Linked DNA regions of Hordeum vulgare: all the other regions are linked to region 3. Evidence: chromatin contacts called from public Hi-C data. All regions are on one chromosome and are shown on one strand. Each heading gives the region's core, a stretch centred on a gene start, on an enhancer-like site or on the middle of the called end of the contact. The rest is flanking DNA. Distances are from core to core; before and after follow the strand shown. Region 1 holds the start of LOC123443282 (E3 ubiquitin-protein ligase SINAT5-like). Region 2 holds the start of LOC123443284. Region 3 holds the start of LOC123443281 (reticulon-like protein B21).

What was found. A called contact is a pair of places that touch in the nucleus more often than the background predicts.
Region 1: a contact with region 3 is called in a Hi-C map of seedling, with 6 times the contacts expected there. The contact joins the promoter of LOC123443282 here to the promoter of LOC123443281 in region 3. A contact is called at or near these places in 3 of 6 Hi-C or Micro-C datasets (leaf and seedling) and 1 of 1 datasets of contacts at active chromatin or transcription factors (embryo).
Region 2: a Hi-C map of seedling shows a contact between it and region 3, with 5 times the contacts expected there. The contact joins the promoter of LOC123443284 here to the promoter of LOC123443281 in region 3. A contact is called at or near these places in 2 of 6 Hi-C or Micro-C datasets (leaf and seedling) and 1 of 1 datasets of contacts at active chromatin or transcription factors (embryo).

What each region holds. Positions count from the first base shown.
Region 1 is chr3H:142,452,406-142,456,087 of MorexV3_pseudomolecules_assembly, forward strand. It overlaps LOC123443282 (E3 ubiquitin-protein ligase SINAT5-like), which reads right to left and starts at 1,466. Exons shown (of 3, transcript XM_045119613.1): 1 at 1,092-1,466. The coding sequence starts at 1,328.
Region 2 is chr3H:142,787,782-142,791,993 of MorexV3_pseudomolecules_assembly, forward strand. It overlaps LOC123443284, which reads left to right and starts at 1,898. Exons shown (of 3, transcript XM_045119616.1): 1 at 1,898-2,398; 2 at 2,888-3,115; 3 at 3,213-3,411. The coding sequence starts at 2,097. The coding sequence ends at 3,222. TRNAQ-CUG (a tRNA gene) reads left to right here and starts at 1,630; the gene lies at 1,630-1,701. TRNAQ-CUG (a tRNA gene) reads left to right here and starts at 2,556; the gene lies at 2,556-2,627. It overlaps LOC123443283 (protein DEFECTIVE IN MERISTEM SILENCING 3-like), which reads right to left. Exons shown (of 8, transcript XM_045119614.1): 8 at 3,548-4,212. The coding sequence ends at 4,015.
Region 3 is chr3H:141,878,802-141,882,528 of MorexV3_pseudomolecules_assembly, forward strand. It overlaps LOC123443281 (reticulon-like protein B21), which reads left to right and starts at 1,606. Exons shown (of 13, transcript XM_045119612.1): 1 at 1,606-2,461; 2 at 2,555-2,587; 3 at 2,683-2,802; 4 at 2,895-2,960; 5 at 3,068-3,133; 6 at 3,222-3,296; 7 at 3,388-3,490; 8 at 3,592-3,666. The coding sequence starts at 1,855.

The sequences.
Region 1 (3,682 bases), core at 216-2,715, 570 kb after region 3:
ACAAATTTAGTACTAAAGCAGCGACACTTATTTTGGGGCGAAGGGAGTACATGTGATTCTTCAGTTCAACACAATTACATCCCTTCAACAAACAGCTACATCTGCTATTACCAATACTCTTCCTCCTGTTTATTTTGATAACCACATATGTGATGCCAAATTGCTTACATGTATTCAGCATGTACTTGCTTAAGGATCAAGATATCAGTATCAGCATGAAAATCTTCTCATTGCATGGCTACATACTACAATACATATGTTCATGGTTGAAAACAGAGTTAGATTTGCTACCAACTCACACGCTGATGACTGAAAAATATAGTTTTTCTTTCTCCTTTTTACAACTGTGACTATATTCTGGATCCACCAAATGAAATAAGCAGTTCGATTCTATAGGTTTAATGTAGGAATTTCTACCTCCAAGTGTAGTAATAGATTAGTTTCATACTGTATGCACTACTGATCCCACATTAAATATATCATCCAATGAAAGACCAAGGTGTTATTTTTACCATTAGCTATGCAAAAGACAAGTTCATTGACATGTACTCCACTTAAGGGCTGATTACATATCCAGAATCAAATAAATAAAATAAAAAGGGATAATAAAACAAAGATAACGAGGTTTGAGATTGCCCAACTCCCACAGTTTATTAGTCATGCCACACCAATTTCTGTTCAGGATTGTACTCCAATTTTTGCAAGCTACGTAGAAAGTATCTAATACTAGCATGCTTGTCTGCAAGACCCTGAAATTCTACCTTTTCTTAAGCCTCTACATGGCAGGAAAGGATCACCGGAATTCCGAATGAACAAGAACGATGATAATACAAGGAATACGCTATTTTCGTTTGATTACGGCAGAGCACGTCACCGAAATCCCAGCATATGTGAAATGGCAGACAATTCACAAGCACAATTCTCTACACCAACATCCCCAAAATTCGACACTGGCTACCCAATTGGAAACTATGAATTTCCCAAACCCAGATCCCCATTCGAACCCAAGAATCGGCCCCTGTCCCGAAGCACACCCGGCACATAGCACGCCGCGCCAGAATCAAGAAGGGGGTGGGGGGAAATCAAGAAACCTGGTGGATCGGCGGGTACATGGAGTTGGTGCAGACGGGGCACTCGAGCAGCTCGTGCACGCTGCTCCCCGGCGCGACGACGCCCCCCGCGCCGGCGGCGGTGCCGCCCTTGGGGTAGGCGGCCGGGCGGGAGGAGGCGGCGACGAGCGCGCCGTGAGGGTGGAGGGCGAGGCCGACGTCGTCCGCGTCCATGGCAGCATCGGGCAGCGAGAGGCACTCGACGCTGTCGACGTCCATGGCGCGCGCCCGCACGCCCGCCTCAGCCCGCCGGCGAACAGCGGGGCGCGATCCGGGCTCCGGCGTGTGGGGGCGGGCCTGCGGGGGGCCGCGCCTCCGGCGCTTTGTGGGGGGAGGCGGGGCGGGGCTCGCGCCGCGGATTCCGGGGGGTGGGGGTTGGGGTGGGTTGGGATGGGGGGCGGTCTAAGAAAAGCGCGGAGGCCCCGGGCAATGAAGCGGCTCGACCGCACGCGCCAGCGTTCGCTCTGGGATTAGGGAGGACGGAGGGAGGCTACGGCTAGTGCTATTATCGCTGCTGCCGTGCTGTGCCTGCCTCGCGGTGTGGCAGCAATGATTTGTGCTGCATGGCAGCCACGTCTGTTCTCGCTTTCTCTTGTTGCCATGGCACCATGTTGCCACTATCTTCAGTTCAAGCTTGCTAGTTGAAAAAAGGGTTTCGGATTTGTTGGCACGGTCGACGGAGGTGAGGATTAGGGGACACACATGTCTAGTGGGTGTGAGTTTTCCAACTCGGGATCGTGTGGGATACCGATCCTTCGGACTTCGTTTGTTTTTATCAAGTGCATGGTAATTACCTCCTTAGCCTTGACATAATACTCCAATTATAGCTCAATTCGGTGATGACATCCCCCTTTTCGCCCTTGATAGTAAGTTCAATTCGTGTGAAATGTATTCCATGATAAGGATTTTCGAATGGAGAATGGACCCTCAGCTTCTACTTCGATCAAAGCAAGAATCCAACTTTATTGTGATGTTTAAATTAGGCATACGATGCGTAGTACAAAACAGAGATGTATGGCCATAATACTGATATGAATTATTATTTGGGTTCGACTATATCACATCTGAATGTAAGGTTTATAGGATAATACCTCATGTTTTTTGTTAAAAACTGGTCCACTTATTCGTCATGTCGGGATCGAACCTACGTTGGCTGCGTGTCCACAAGTAAAGCTAGCCACCCAAACTAAGCTTGATTCTTATGTTGTACTTAATTCGGCTTATACAAGTTTGCACATAATAAAGACGTATCTTGGTGCATGTGAAAGCATAACTTCTTTCTATGTGGTTTTGGTAATTAACAATAACATATTAGTTCTTTGAACTAATGAATTTATCAAGTATATTTCAGAAAAGTTTCATGAATGGATTGGCTAGGAATTGTGAGAAGGATTCCCTAAGATGCAAAGAACTCTTATTGGCAAAAGCTTCAAGACTCTACATTTTTGTCTTATGTGAGCAATCATAATTGAGTCCTTAGAAAAGTCAATACTATTAAAAGGGGATGACATACTCATGACGATCTTCTTGCTCAAGTGCTTAGAGATATGCCACTAAAAGCCTCAAATAAATTCACACACAAACCTCTCTTCTAAACCCTGAACACCAAATTTGGTACCACCAAGTATTTCACTTCGGTCTCACCGAGACTCAGCCTATGCCAAACCCAAGCATCTCGGTAGAACCGAAAAGCAGCGACCAACTTGCTAGAGTCGAGATTTCGAGTTTCAGAATTTCTGAGATTTCATTTTCGGAACCTTCGAAGTACTAGAGTTGTCTAGGTAAAGCAGAATCGGTCTCACCGAGATGTTTCATTCGTTCTCACCGAAAAGCCAAAAGTCAGGACATTTTGCACTAGTCGGTAGAACCATATTTTAACTTTGGTTTCATCGAGTTGGGTAATAATGTTGTAACAGTTGGATTTTTGGATATGGCTATATATACCCCTCCATCACCCTCTCTTTCACAGAGAGAGCACTCAGAACGAATCTACACTTCCACCATTCATTTTTTAAGAGAGAACCACCTACTCATGTGTTGAGATCAAGATTCCACTCCTACCATATGAATCTTGTTTTGTAGCCTCCTCGAGTTATTTTCCACTCAATCATCATGTTCTACCAAACCAAATTCTATGAGAGAGTGATTGAGTGTTGAAGAGGCTATCTTTTGAAGCACAAGAGCGAGGAGTTCATCATCAATACACCATCTATTACCTTTTAAAGAGTGGTGTCTTCTAGATTGGTTAGGTGTCGCTTGGGAGCCTCAAAATCATGTGGAGTTGAGCCAAGAAGTTTGTAAGGGTAAGGATATTTCCTACTTCGTGAAGATCTACCTTGAGTGACACAAGTCCTTCCTAGATGTAAGCCATAGTGGAATAGACAAGGTTGCTTCTTCATGGACCCTTCGTGGGTGGAGCCCTCCATGGACTCGCACAACTGTTACCCTCCGTGGGTTGAAGTCTCCATCAATGTGGACGTATGATAGCACCACCTATCTAAACCACGCCAAAAATCTCCGTATCTTCATTGTGTTTGATCTTCCTAACCCTCCTTTTATTTACACCTGCAATG
Region 2 (4,212 bases), core at 648-3,147, 910 kb after region 3:
ACCAATTCATCATAATACCTCACCCTCTTTTAATAGTATTGGCTTTCCTATGGACTCAAAATTTATTTCTCACAAATATAAAATGTAGAGTCATCTTGCTTGAAGCTTGACCAATCATATTCTTTTCCTTGCATCAAGGGGTTTCTCCTCACAATCCTTTAGCCAATGTTCTTTGTGGACTATACCTGAAATATACTAGGTAAAAGTGTTAGTCCAAGAGACAATGTATGTTGTCATGAATTACCAAAACCATCAAGGGAGCATATGTGCTTTCAACCACCTTCATTGGTAGCGTGCCGAGCTTGCCCGGTGGCTGCTTCCAACGTCGGTGACGGGAGATTGAGGAGGAAGGAGGCCACAGGTCTAGGCTTCGCCCCTCGAGTCACCCAAGTAGGACACGCGGGGGGGTAAAAGTTTCTTGAGATATGAAAAAAAGAGTGGACGAATCTACGTGTTTAAGTCGGACACATGTAATCCAGACCTAATATATACAAAGGCACCTCGGCATAAACAGAATTTAGTACATGGCGAAGCGCTTGTAGTCATGCATTGGGATTGTAAATGTTTTTCCTAAACCTTGTTAGAAAGTCCCCGGTATTGATGTCGTGATTGTTTGTCCTAACTCATATGATCAACACACACCTCTGATTTCCAACAACAATGTCGCACTCATGAATTGCTAATCCTATTGCTATATCATTATACATATTGGTGAATATAGTTTGAGCTACCATCTTCAAGGTAGTTGGACCCAAAGGCCAAAGACTCACATGGCTTCACACATTGAAAAAGAGCATTAATATGTTCTTCATGCTAAGTACAAACAACTTTATCATCATTAATCGTTTGGTCCTCTACATTTGCAGTAATCAAGTAAAAGTTCTTTGATATCACGATGAGGTAACTTTCTTGAATACCGTCACCAATTCATCATGCACTCCGTCCGTTCGAATTACTATCCGTATTTAGGCAAAACTACCAGTGGCGAAGCCATACATGAGATGTGCAGTCAAATGACAACATAACTTTTTTTCAAAAAAAACATACAATAAGTATATATGATGCAGAAAAAATCATAAATACATACATATGACTACACAAGTTTCAATTGACTACACATTAATAATTGCTGGCACCGCCGAAATCTACGACAAGTAATTTGGCACGGAGGTAATACAACACACACATGATAGTCATCCTTCCTACCATTTGAACTAAGCAAAAAAGGATGGAAAACATTTAGGAGCAACCTACATCGAATTTACAATAGTGGATTAAATCTCCGCGTCATGTGATAAACCCAATATCCGACCACCCCTATCTTCAGATGTGGATCACACACATGGCATTCCGGACTCCCCTGTGCTTAGGCTTAAAATCACATTAATTATTTTTTGAAAATTAGGAGAATTCAGGCTTGGCGAGAAGCCGTTGAACAGATTGAGATGCATTTAGCGTCAGTGTGTAAATATAATGGTAAATATCTTAAGACTGCAGAAAAGAGCGTCCATACTTGTTTTAATCGCAAAATATTTGTAAATGTCTAATTTTTATTAGCGTACGTATGGTTTCTGGAAAATCGATAAAACCAGTGATATATAAGGTAGATCACGCAAGCAGGACACCAAAGGTTCTATGGTCTAGCGGTTAGGACATTGGACTCTGAATCCAGTAACCCGAGTTCAAGTCTCGGTAGAACCTCATTTTTTGTTTCGTTTTCATTCATTTTCTTCCTCATGGACAGTAACTTCCTTGACTGACTTCTCACCTTGAGACACCGAGATTTTTGTTTTGGATAACCAAATCTTTTCTTTTCTTTTCTTCCCATCTCCAAAACAAAAAAATTCAACGAAACGGTTCAGAGACGAAATAAAAGAGCCAACAAATCGTGGGAGCAGCACCCACCGCGCATTATCTCCAATCCAACCGAAGCCCGGCCTCCCTCCTGACGACGTACGTGGCCGCAGGTTCATCCTCCATTCTTTTCCCACATCCCCCCTCCATTTCTCCCTCGTCCCCTGGTCGCGTTATTCTCCAGGGGAAAGGAAGCGAGGCGCAGGGAGGGAGTGTGGCACGAGCACGCCCACCCCTGAAAAATGGCGGCCTCCTCCCTCTGGCTGCTGCAGCTCCCGTCTCCTCCTCCTCCTCCTCCTCCTCCTCACGGCGCCGTCTTCCTCTCGACCAATCACTGCCCCTCTCCTCCTTCGGCGTCTGCGTCTCCTCTGCTGCACAGGAAGCACGCGCCGGCCAGAGCCAAAGGCAATCTTGCCTGCAGCTCATCTGGTAGCTCCTCGTCCTCAACTTCCTCCGTTGTGACCAAAGATCAAGAGGGGGCAGCAGCAGCCGCCCCAACTCCGGCAGCTGTCAGATACGACTACAAGGATGACCCTAACTTCAGGTACGGGCTGCTCTTCCAGTTCCAGGACTGTCTCAAATTTACCGAGCATGTAACTGTCGGAAAGATAGATGACGACTTTACTAGCGTGTTAGTATGCCACTATCTAAGCGTGAATAATATTTTAAATAACAGTATTTTCAAGCCCGAACCAACAAATGGTTCCATGGTCTAGTGGTTAGGACATTGGACTCTGAATCCAGTAACCCGAGTTCAAGTCTCGGTGGAACCTCTTTTTCCTAACATTTTCAATTTACTTTTGCCACTGTGACAGTTACGTTTATTGACTGGGACTATTTGTTGTCAATTTATGCTAAAATGAACCATTCGAGGATCCTGAACCTCTATGAAAATCTGCTGCTGCAAATTTTATTTAAACTAAGATGACAAGATACTGCTTACTTGAAGAAAGTTTGTTAAATTTCATTTGGATTTATATTTGGCGTGCTTCCGGTTTGAAACATACATAATGTGCTTCCAACTGTACTTCAGGGGTTGCAAGGGGTGCGGCCGTGAGGAACCAGAGAGGGGCTGCAACGGCGAAGGACGGATCATGGGCGGCATAGCCGCCGTCCCCTTGTTCGGGTGGTGGCCGATCAAGGCCTACCGGCCGTGCCCGGGTTTCGTCGCCTCCGGCGGTCGGTACCGGCGCTACGGTCAGAGCATGGACGACGTCATAGCCGGCAAGGGACGGAAACTCGCCTCCGAGAAGAAGAAAAGGTACGTCTGATAACCTGTCATCAAAGTTCTCACCCGGCCATCTTGTGTGGCTCAAGAGCTCATCTCACTTCATTTCACTTGGCTTTGCGACCTGCAGTGACAAATGATCCACCTCAACCTCAAGGAACTGCAGTGTGCTGGAGAAGGCTGTCCAACCTTCATAGATTTTGTTTCAGGCTTGAGGTTGTCTAGCTAGGTCAGATTGTACGGCAAATGTACTCCACTCTTCTACCTGGTGATCATGTCTACATCACGCTTGCTAAATCTAATAATAGAAGTAAAACGGTTTCAGGAAATTCGTCCAACTGTCGTTATACTTTGCCTCAGAGCCTTTTCGAGTTTCCGTCGTACGATGACAGCGATTCATTCACGCATAACAGCCAAAATAATGGCTCATGTAACCACCAGATCGGCCAATGCAGCCAAGAGGTGTCAAGAATGGTCGTTTCTGATTAATACTGTATATGCTTGCGGCCTCGCTGACAATAAGCTGATTTGTTACATCATGTTTCATACAAGCATGATGGGGACAAACAAAATAGCTCCTGCCTTATTCCAGCTGGAAGGTTCACAAGTGAAACAAGCTAATGCTGAAGCCAGACTGACATTTCCATGTTGCTGTCAAACCTTCTCTTGAATTTGGTTAGGTGGGACCTCTTCTATCACCTTCTCTTCTCTTTCGACAAGATGCACAAAAGGACTAGTAACAAAATAAGAGACTAAAGATGGGCCCCGGCTTATGAACAAAAGTAGGTGGTTATGTACTAACTTTTTGCATCCCTACTGTGCACTAGAATCTAGCGTCAAGAACTTCGCAAAATGCAATTGGTTACGTATGGATAAAACCAGAGCATGACAAACTCCCAGCAGAAGGAAATTGCATGCAGGCATTTACGCTGTCAGCGCATGTGGGGAGGCTTGACTGCAAATGAAATGTTTCCCGGAGTTGCTGCAATCGGGTGACTTCCAGGAGTTGCTGCAATCGGGTGACCTCCCGGAGTTGTTGCAAATGGGTGACCTCCAGGAGTTGATGTGAACGGGTTACGCCCAGGAGTTGCTGCAAATGGATTACTTCCCGGAGTTGCAGGTGAGCGAAT
Region 3 (3,727 bases), core at 356-2,855:
AAAATGACCCGCCTGGTCTCGACAGATTGCTGCAAAAACATCAAAGGTACCCTCGCCCGCTATTGCCACATCTGTATTGAGCTTTGCATGGCCCTCCGGTGAAGGCTGCCATGAATCCGACCGAGGCGGGGCACTCCCGCAACCCACTTGAGTTATTTTTTAGCTACTTGGAGATCTCGAAGATATGACGTGATGAATGCATTGGTTGAGAAAAGGGCTCTCATTATCTTCATGTATAGCATGTCTTCGTGCTCGCCACACTGCCCATAATGTCACCGCTACGCGGGTAAACTCACCATGGGACAATGATTCATGCAATGTAAACAACAAGTTCCTTGCATTCATCGACAAATTGTCGACCATAGTCTCCACTGTTTCTTCCGAGCGTAGGGACGAGACACTTCTTGTTGTAACGTAGTCTATGAGTGCATGTTTCCAACTATCTCGTGACGCACAAAAAGCATAAACCTTCGTAGTGAACATGTTACGATGGTGTAGAAGGCTAGATGTGGGGATTGTTTCATGGCACAATCTCAATAGGAACACCTTGATCTTCGAGGATACCTTCATATGCCAAAGTGATGTCCACGCCCCTTCTTCCATGGAGACATTCGAATGACCCCCTACCGGTTATAACAAAGCTTCATTCTTTATCTTCGTACCTAACAGAAGCTTGTAAACTGATCTCACCGAAACCTTTCTCTTTCATCTTCTCCTCAAGCCCAAAAAACTAAGGTAATGATTTCGCACCACTAGGCCGTGTCACCCGGGAGCTCGGCGCCGGCTAGGAGAACCATCACCCACACGCATATAAAATGGGCGACCCAGTTTCACGGCTGAAATTTCTACCGAAAACCCAAAAAAGCAAAAAAAAAAGTGAACACAAAAAGTTCATAAAAGCAGAAAATGGTTCACAAAATTTAAAAGAAAATATAATGAATTCAAAAAATTCACTATGATCTAAAAAAAGTTCACGGATTTTGGAAATTAGTTCATGAATTTGAAAAAAAAAGTTTTTAAAAAGTTCATTGAACAGATTTTTTTTCACAAATCTTTAAAAAGTTCATCAATTTCAAAAAAAAATCATCAAATTTCAAAAAAAAAATCAAAATTTGAAAACAGTTCGTCGATTTAAAAAAAGTTCATAGAATTTTAATTAGAAAATTTATAAATTTTTTAAAATGGTTCAATGATTTGGAGAAAAGTTTCTTCGTTTGAAAAAAAGTTAATCAAAAAAGGGCTGCGCTTTCTCAAAAAAATAAAAAGTTTATAGAAAGTAAAATAGAAATGAAAAAGTAATAAAAAGAGTAAAGAAAAGAAACAAAAAGAAAAAACGAAAAATCAAAGAAAAATCAGTCATGAAAAAACCCATCTAAAAAGTTTTTAAAAACTTCACAAAACCGAAAAAATCTCCCTCCCGTTGGACCGGCCCTTGACCGAGCGCTGCAGGCGCCTAAGAAAAATGCACTTTAACCGACGCCTACGGCGCCAAATAGGATGTGCCGTGTCATCCACCATACCGGCCCCTTCACCACCACGTTGGGTCTTAAGCAGGAGCCCACCATGTGAGGCCGAATCTCATCTTTTCCTACTGCTTGATCCCTTCACCGCACCGCACGCATCACTTCCCCTGCTTCCTCCGACTAGATCGAGCTGCTGTTGCGTTTGAGGCTCTGGCGCACGACCGCCGAGTGAGCCCCTTACTACCCCTCTTTCCGACACACTGGACATTTATACAGGGAGAGAGAGAAAGTGTGAGAGTGCAGAACAAGGCACTGTGAACAACCAGACGGAGCAGAGTAGGCAGAGCACAGACACCAGGGCAGAGCTGATCAGAGCTGCTAGTCTAGAAGAATGCAGCAGCCGGGGGCCGCCGCGGCCAGCACGAGAAGGCGCCTCACGGTGCCGAGGCGGGCCCCCGCGGCGGCGTCGGTGTGGGAGACGCGGATGGAGATGGACGAGGTGAAGGGCGGCGTCAAGGTCTTCAGCGAAGGCGCCGACGACGCCGACGAGGAGGGCATGCGGGTGTACAGCCGCCTGCGACGGAATCAAAGCGACGGCGGCGGCGCGGGCGCGGGCGCGGGCACGGCCGCGGCGGCCAAGAAGAGGAGGAACTGGAAGGCGTCGGAGCCGGTCACGGCGATCGCGGAGCTGCGCAAGTCGCGCTCCGACGCGGCGGCGACGGCGGGTGCGGTGGTGGCCAAGCGGGCGGTGGCGAGGGTCACCACGCCGGAGAAGAAGCTCGCGGCCGAGGTGAAGGAGGTGGTGGTGGTGGAGGTGGAGAAGGCGCCATTGCCTCAGCCCAAGGATATTGAAGCGGAGGCAGAGGAGGACCAGGAGGAGTGGGAAGAAGAGCTGGAAGCAGAGGAGCAGGAGGAGGAGGAGGAGAAGGAGGTGGTAGATCAAGATCAGGCGGCCATTGACGAGGACGAAACTGATCAGCCGACAGCTCCCAATCAAGGCAAGAAATAAATTCGTTGACTGTTTCCGCCCGAATTCGTTTCTTGACGAACCAGTTTTGCAAATGCGATCTTGATTTGGCGTCATATTGCAGCGGACGAACAAGATCTTGCGCCACCGACAAAAAGTGAGAGCAAATTCGGATTTTGCTTTCCCCCCTTTCGTTATCGCTTTGGCAATTATTCTTGTGTTGTAATGGTAGGATTATCTCTGCAAGTGTAGGAGTGATCAGGCCGGTGGCAGCACCGGTTGAAGATGAGAGAGCAGCCAATCCAGAGCCGACGAAACTTGCTGCCGCTGTCAATCTCCGGGCGATGAACCCAGAGCCCATGACCCCTCCAGGTGAATTTATCCTCCCTGGACGCAGAGCGGTGCGAATTCATCTGAATTCTCAGTCCATTTTTTCTGACTTCCTTGGCCGTCCCAAAATGCAGCGAATAAGAAATCGACACCGGTGGTAATCCACAGGACGGACCCAGAGTCGGCAAGAACTTCTCCAGGTAACTTCGCTGCGAATTTTCCAAGAGAAATTTGGTACGCAATTTGCATTTCCTGAGTTAACGTTGATCGACTACCTGAAAAATGAGAAATTGTTGGTGTTGTTCAGAGAAGAAAGCTTCGCCGGTAATCGGTCGACGGTTCCCGAAGCAAGAGCCTGTCGACGCTCCACCTGGTGAGTGCCATTTGCCCGTTCCTTCTGAGTTCTTGGTCTTCTTCTTATTTTGTGGTTTATTATCGATGCATTTTTGTTGGTTCTAAAGAGGAAGAAGAGTATGAGGAGATCCAGGGCAGGCCGTCGGCTCTTAGCACAAGCAATCGGAGAATGCAGAATATCGGTTAGTGCTGCTGTACGCGCTTTACAAGTTGTACCAGCTTGGCGCTTTTAATCTTCTTTCAGGTTTAATTTTGTTAGCACTGTTATTTTAGTGGATTTGGTAATGTGGAGAGATGTGTCAAAGTCTGCATTTGTGTTTGGATTCGGGACCTTTTCGCTCATCTCCTGCTCCTATGCCAAAGACCTCAACTTCAAGTAAGTTACTGCACTCTTACTCTTAAAAGTGGCAAAGAAACCAGTGTTTTAGCAGTAAATACATTTTCTAAACATCCGATTAAAATCTCTCGATCGCACAGCACAATAACAGCGGCTTCGTACTTAGGCCTGGTATACCTTGGTCTAAGATTCCTCTGCAAGTCCTTGCTCAACAGGTAATAAAAAAAAAATCCCAGATTAGTTTACATGCATAGTCTTCCCCTGTGTTCTGTACGT